2 separate regions of the Macaca mulatta genome follow, and region 2 is linked to region 1. Evidence: chromatin contacts called from public Hi-C data. All regions are on one chromosome and are shown on one strand. The core of a region is the stretch at or near the end of the contact, and the rest is flanking DNA. Distances in the headings are between cores, read along the strand shown. Region 1 holds the start of ELF3 (E74 like ETS transcription factor 3). Region 2 holds the start of ARL8A (ADP ribosylation factor like GTPase 8A).

What was found. A called contact is a pair of places that touch in the nucleus more often than the background predicts.
Region 2: a contact with region 1 is called in a Hi-C map of fetal cortex germinal zone, with 4 times the contacts expected there. The contact joins the promoter of ARL8A here to the promoter of ELF3 in region 1. A contact is called at or near these places in 5 of 14 Hi-C or Micro-C datasets (CD4 T cells, blood, cortical neurons and 2 more).

Annotation. Positions count from the first base shown.
Region 1 is chr1:59,665,161-59,668,425 of T2T-MMU8v2.0, forward strand. ELF3 (E74 like ETS transcription factor 3) reads left to right here and starts at 1,308. Exons shown (of 10, transcript XM_015120231.2): 1 at 1,308-1,516; 2 at 2,650-3,265.
Region 2 is chr1:59,811,331-59,814,823 of T2T-MMU8v2.0, forward strand. ARL8A (ADP ribosylation factor like GTPase 8A) reads right to left here and starts at 1,334. Exons shown (of 6, transcript XM_078002961.1): 1 at 1,047-1,334. The coding sequence starts at 1,169.

The sequences.
Region 1 (3,265 bases), core at 58-2,557:
TCTCAAAAATAAAAATAAAAAACTGTCTTACGACTTTTTCTCTACCCTTCTCCCCATCAAGGCTTCACTGGGCCTCACCTGTCTTTGCTCCTGGATGACTATTTGAATGGTGTGGTAATCAGTAGTCTTTTAGAACTTAGCATTAAATTCTGATTTCCTGGCCTCAACATGGGGACCTAAACAGTTAGCAATCTGGGTTTGGGAGTGGGATGAGGGGAGGGTTGGAAGAAATATTTAGTGTGTTTCAGTTGCCTTTCTTTAAATACAGGGCACCCCTGAACCAGCCTCTGTTCGCAGCTCTGCTCTGTCCTTGGCTTTAGGTTATCAAACAGGCTTTCTCCCTCCCCTGCACAAGGGTCGGGAATGAGTCCATTTGCTTTCACTCAGCAAGAGCAAGGGACTAGTGACCAAGTGGTAGACTGGAGAGGCCTCTGCCCCATGCATGGCACACTCAACTTCACCATCAGAGAGGGCGATGTGGGTCACAGGAGAGGGATCTGGAGGCCCAGGATCGGAAGAGACACTCTAGGCACTGGCATTTTGACAGCAAACTCCTGTGGCTCTTTCAGGACTGTTCCTGGCAATATGTTATTGACAAGGACTATTTTAGGGCTATCCAGTTGCCTCCCCCTCTCCCCAACCTGGTGTCTAGCTTATCAGTAGCTATCTTTCCTTGCTCTTTACAAAAATCTATAGCACCCACAGGCCCAGTAATCATGAAAGGTCACTGGAAGGAAAGGCTGGAAGTCCTTCTTCTAACAGCCGTTCTGTGACTCCACTAACTTTGTGGGTTCCCATTTCATAGCACAGGTATCCTGAGCTGTGTAGCCTGCCTCACTCGCCACCTTTGTACCCGACAGGCCTACTGGATGTGGCTGTCCTTTTGTAGGGCATCCTCCCATCCCACAGATGAGGCTGTGCTGCCGTGTGGGCAAGCTCTGTGGGGAGAGAGGAGGCCAGTGGGCTGTTTTTGCCATCACAGAGTACTGGGAAGCCCCTGGCATCCTGCTCCGTAGCTCTCTTGACCACTATCCTGGAATCTTCTCCCCACCCCCATCCCCATGCTTCCAAGGCACTGACCTCAATCCAGTCTTTCCCACTTATCTCAAGCTGCTAGTCTGTAGGGATTCCTTATCTCAGCTCCATGTCACCGGTGAGGAAGCTCCAAGAAGGCAAGGGAGCTGAGAGCCTTCTCATTTTTCTCATACATCCTCCTCTTCACCCCGCCATCCTGGGAGCCCCAGCCAGATACTCTTCAGGGCAGGGAGCACGTGAGCAGCCCTGGGGCTAGAAGCCGGTTCTCCCACATTCCTGGGTGAGGGACTGGGTGGAGGGTGTGCCTGCCTCAGGCTCCTTGGGGGAGGCCCCCTGAAGGGCTGGGGAAAATCCTACTGAGCCCCAGGCTCTCCTGCCTGCACTGTCCCAGTGCGGGGGTGGGGGGTGGGGGTGGGGTTGGGGGGGGAATCCTGGACATTAACTCTCTCCTAGGCACCCAGGCGCTTCAGAGAGGAGGAAGGTAAGAAGCAGATTCTCTGGGCAGGACTTTCTTTGTCCTCAGGCTATAGAGTTAAAGAAAGGAGTATCTGTGGAAGGTGGAGTCACCTTTTGTTTGAGTAACCATTTCACCCACCCTGGCTGAGGGTGGCCAGGAACTCCGCAAGTTATGCATTAATGGAGGTGGGTCACACAGATCCTACATTTTTTTTTTTTTGAGATGGAGTGATTACAGGTGTGAGCCACCGGATCCTACATTTTTAGATGCATAAAAATCTAGATCTGGGCTAGGCACGGTGGCTCATGCTTGTAATCCCAGTACTTTGGGAGGCCGAGGCAGGCAGATCACAAGGTCAGGAGATCGAGTCCATCCTGACTAACACGGTGAAATCCCATCTCTACTAAAAATACAAAAAGCCGGGTGTGGCGGTGGTCTGTAATCCTGGCTACTCGGGAAGCTGAGGCAGGAGAATTGCTTGAACCCAGGAGGCAGAGGTTGCAGTGAGCAGAGATCGCGCCACTGCACTCCAACCTGGGTGACAGAACGAGATTCCACCTCAAAACAAAATAAACAAACAAAATGCTAGATCTGGAAGCGATCTTAGGGATTATTGAATTCAGACAACCTCATTTTTTATAGATGAGGAAACAAGCGCAGACTCCAAGGGTCTCACCCAAGATGACACAGTTGCAGATGTTGGCTACAAGTCTCCTGCCTCAGCCACCTGTATTACCCCATTCAGGATCTCAAGGAGGGTCTATAAGACCCTGTCCATTGTGTTTCAGGCTGAGTCCATAGAGACAACCACAGACATGGGGGACTCTACCCACAGGGAAGGCAAGGGCTCTGACCATGGAGCTGGGAGGGAAGACTCTGAGTCCTGTGCAGGGAAAGAGCAAGGGTTTCATGTACAACACACCTGCATACCTGGGTGTGAATCTCAGCCCCACCCCTTCACCAACTCTGTGTGGCCTGGGCAAGCCATTCTAAGGGAACCCTCCACGCTGCAACTTTCTTGTCTATAAAATGGGAATAACCATGCATTCCTTACAGGACTTTTTTGGTGTGAGGATTAAATGAGAGAATATGTTGAAAAGTGCTTGGTAAATATATTAATACTATGCGTTCCCTCTTCGTTGAATGACGTGACCCAGATAGTCAGGCTTCTGACCACTAGAGGGCAGCAGAAGGCACCGGAAAACTGGGTCCAGTGAACCAGAGATTGGATGGAGTCCAGAGAGCAGGGATGAACTTATCCGTGTGGATTCTGGCAACTCCGGCAGGGAGGGCTTCAGCAGACGCTGAGGGAAGAACTTTCAAGCAGAGCCGGGTCTCTTCAGGAGTGACTGCAGCAACCCTGATGCTTGGATGGAGTTCAGGCAGGTGATGGTAGTGAAGACCTTGCCAACAGATTGAGTGCTGGAGAAGGACCCCTTTAGTGGGGACCCTGGAGCCAAGGCTAGGCTGGCAGGCCCAGCCACCACCAATTAATCCATGAGTATTGCCCAGCGTTGAGCCTGGAGCACCTGCCAGCCCCTGGCCAGAGTCCTGGGTGTTCTGGGAAAAACCCCTAAACCTAGTAACTCCTCTCCCTACTAGGCCTCTTTGTCGCTGAATCGCTGGAATTTAGGGGCCAGCAGCTTTCTGATCCAGGTCAGCCAGAGGTTCACAGTCCCTCACTTTCCCTCCCCCTGCCTGGCCCATCTCTGGCCTGGCCCCTGGGAGGATTTTCCTGGGCCAGAGGGCAGCAGAAAGCACAGATGCCCACCC
Region 2 (3,493 bases), core at 84-2,583, 150 kb after region 1:
TCAGCATCTTTGGTCACTATCTGGCCAACTCACAGTTGTTGGAAACCTCAGCTTTGGGACTGGGGCCAGGTCCCTGGACAACCCCAGTCCCTGTCCCACACTTCCTCGACCCACAAGCCCTGTCTAGCCTAGCTCTGACAGGCAGGCCGCAGCCATTACTGCAGCCTCAGCTCACACCCATGGAACTCATCTTCCCCTTTTTTTGAGAGAGATTTTAACTCCTTCCCCACCACTCCCCTGGCACTGAAAGACTTACAATCACCCACTTCAGTGTTGACTACCCAAAGCCCTTAGAGCCACTCTCCCAAGGCCCCAGCGGGCAGTGCCCCTGCACCTCATCCTCTCTTGTCCGGAGCACCTCCTCCTGCAACTTCTGAGCCAGACGGAGTCTCCAAACTCCGGTTACCATGCCATCCTCCCTGGACCCCCAGCTAGACACTGCGGGTCGGGGAGAGGTTGGGGAGGAGTCTGGGCTTGAGCCAAGGGCCTCAGCTGAGTTCTCTACCCCCGGGGGATACCTCCCCTCCCCCTCAATAGGGCCGGGGCTTCCGGTTCCGGCAAAGAGGGGTTAAGCCCTCTGGGTGGGGCTGGGCTTGCTCAGACCCCCGCCCCAAGCCTGTCGGCCGTCCTGTCCCGTGACCCTCTACCCGCGGGACAGGAAGGCCCGGGCACTTTCGCTCCGTCATGCCCCCTTGCGCGGGGGCCAGAGGGGGCCCGTCTCAGCCGGCAGCTGGTCCCTCCTGCCTCGAGAGCCCCTCGGTGCCGCCTGCCCCGTGGCACCGGCCCTGTCTGTTAGTCCCCCTTCCCTTGCCCCCAGCCGTGCAGTACCGGCCCGGGTGGGAGAGCGGGTCGCGCGCCGCTCCGGTCCCCCACGGCACGGGCCGTACTAGGCCCCAAGCACTCGGGGCCAGCTCCTCCCCCGCCCGGCGCCCGGCCGTGCCCGGCCATGCCAGGCGGCGACCCCGGTTCAGCAGGGCGCGGCGCGGGCGGGGACAGGCCCGACCCGCGGCCCGCTCCCGGGGACCCCGCACCCGACGCCCTCGTACCGCGATCACGTTGACGAAGGTGGTCTTGCCCGAGTACTGAAGCCCGACCAGCGTGAGCTCCATCTCCTCCTTCCAGAATAGGGCCTTGAACCAGTCCAGCAGCTTGTTGAACAAAGCGATCATGGTCGCTGCCGCCGGCCCCGCCCGGTGTCGGGTCCCCTCCGCCCCTAGCTGCCCTCGCGCTGCGGCCCGGAGCGGCCCCTCCCCGGTACGGCCCGGGTCCCGCGGCTCGGTGCGGGCGGAGGCTCGAGCGCGGCGGCCGACGACTCGCTGCCCCGGAATCGGCTCGCCGATGGGTGTGGCTTCAGCGCCCTCCTCCTCCTCCGCCGCCGCCGCCCTGCGCGGCCGGGCCGTGTCCTGCTCGCACCCGAGCGCGCGCTCCTCCCTCGCCGGAGCCAGGGACCAGGGGCGGCACCCGCAGGTGGGGTGAGCAGGGAACCCGCAGGCTTCAGGGGAGGGGGTTGACTGGCAGTTGGCGTCGAGAGGCGCTTAGGAAATGGGGTCTAATTTATTTTAGACGCTGTCCCCCACCGCCGCGCCCTGACTGGCACCCCCTTTCTTAAAGGGTGGTGGGCTCGAGGTGGGTGAAGTCCCGGTTAAGCAGGAGCCTTTCCAGGTTGAAGGAGAGTGTGTCACTCACTTTCCAGGACACGAAGATGAGATCTCTATGACAGGGAGGCAAATGGAGGCTTTTTTGTTCCTGAACCCTTGCCTCTGAGCATCCCTGGGTAGAGTCCCATCCTCTCAAAATGCTCCCAGCGCAGAGGGACAACCGTATTCGGGCCTTTTCATACTCCATCTTGTTTTGTTCACCACAATTTACCCCGACCACTTGTTAGGAAGCCTCTGGCCCCAAGTGAAACGGACGCTTGAAGTTGCTCCCGATTTTTACCAGCATCCCCAAGATACCGAAGCAGATACAGTCCTGGCAGGGGGCTTCCAGTGAGGAACATCTGTGACAAAGGCAAATGTTGCCCTGTTTTGGTGAAAAGCAGAGTATTCTTCAGGAGGAGAAGTGATAGTTCTCCTGAAGTGGGTGTGGAGTGCCTGCAAAGCTGCCTCACTCCTGCCCGCTTCCTTGCAGGACCCACCCGTAGGGCCTGCTCAGGCAGGCTGACAACCCCAGCTGACCCTCTGGGTAGGCCCAGGCTTCGGGCAGTCCCCAGCCTCTGCTGGCTGCCCGTTGGGATTTGGTTTTCAAATGTAGTCGTATGTAGTCTATTGTTTTAGTCAAAAGTGGATAAACTATCAATATCAACCATATCTGTCCAATCGACCGGAGTTAGATGACCCCAAATAGTCAAAAAGTTACCAAAGTAGAAGAATCACAAGGTTTGGGCTAGAATAATATTCTGGGTTTTTTTTGTTTTATTTTTCTTTTTTTGACAAGAGTCTCACTGTGACACCCAGGCTGGAGTGCAGTGGTGAGATCTTGACTCACTGCAGCCTCCACCTCCTCAGGCTCAGGTGATTCTTCCACCTCAGCCTCCTGAGTAGCTGGGACTACAGGCATGCGCCACCATGCCTGCCTAATTTTTGTATATTTTGTAGAGACGGGGTTTTGCCATGTTGTCCAGGCTGTTCTCAAAGCCCTGAGCTCAAGCAATCTGCCTGCCTCAGCCTCCCAAAGTGCTGGGATTACAGGCATGAGCCACTGTGCCTGGCCAATATTCTGGTTTATTGAGCACCATCTTTCTTTTTTTTTTTTTTTTTTGAGACGGAGTCTTGCTCTGTCACCCAGGCTGGAGTGCAGTGGCCGGATCTCAGCTCACTGCAAGCTCCTCCTCTCGGGTTCACGCCATTCTCCTGCCTCAGCCTCCCGAGTAGCTGGGACTACAGGCACCCGCCACTTCGCCCGGCTAGTTTTTTGTATTTTTTAGTAGAGACGGGGTTTCACCGTGTTAGCCAGGATGGTCTCGATCTCCTGACCTCGTGATCCGCCCGTCTCGGCCTCCCAAAGTGCTGGGATTACAGGCTTGAGCCACCGCGCCCGGCCTAAGCACCATCTTTCTAACCTCTGCCCTTTATAAGTCCCCCTCTAGCTCCTAAGATAAAGGCTATGGACTGAATGTTGATGTCCTCCAAAATTCATAGGTGGAAGTCCTAACCCCTAAGGTGATGGTGTTAGGAGGTGATTTAAGTCATGAGGGTGGGGCCTTATAAAGGGGTGGGTGGGGTTGGGGGGAAGAACACCAGCCCACAACCTTTTCACCATGCAAGGACAGAAAGAAAGCTCTGCCTAAGGCTGGGCCCAGTGGCTCACGCCTGTAATCCCAGCACTTTGGGAGGCCGAGGCGGGCGGATCACGAGGTCAGGAGATCGAGACTATCCTGGCTAACATGGTGAAACCACATCTCTACTAAAAATATAAAAAAATAGCCGGGCGTGGTGGCGGGTGCCAGTAGTCCCAGCTATTCGGGAGGCTAAGGCAGGAGAATGGCATGAGC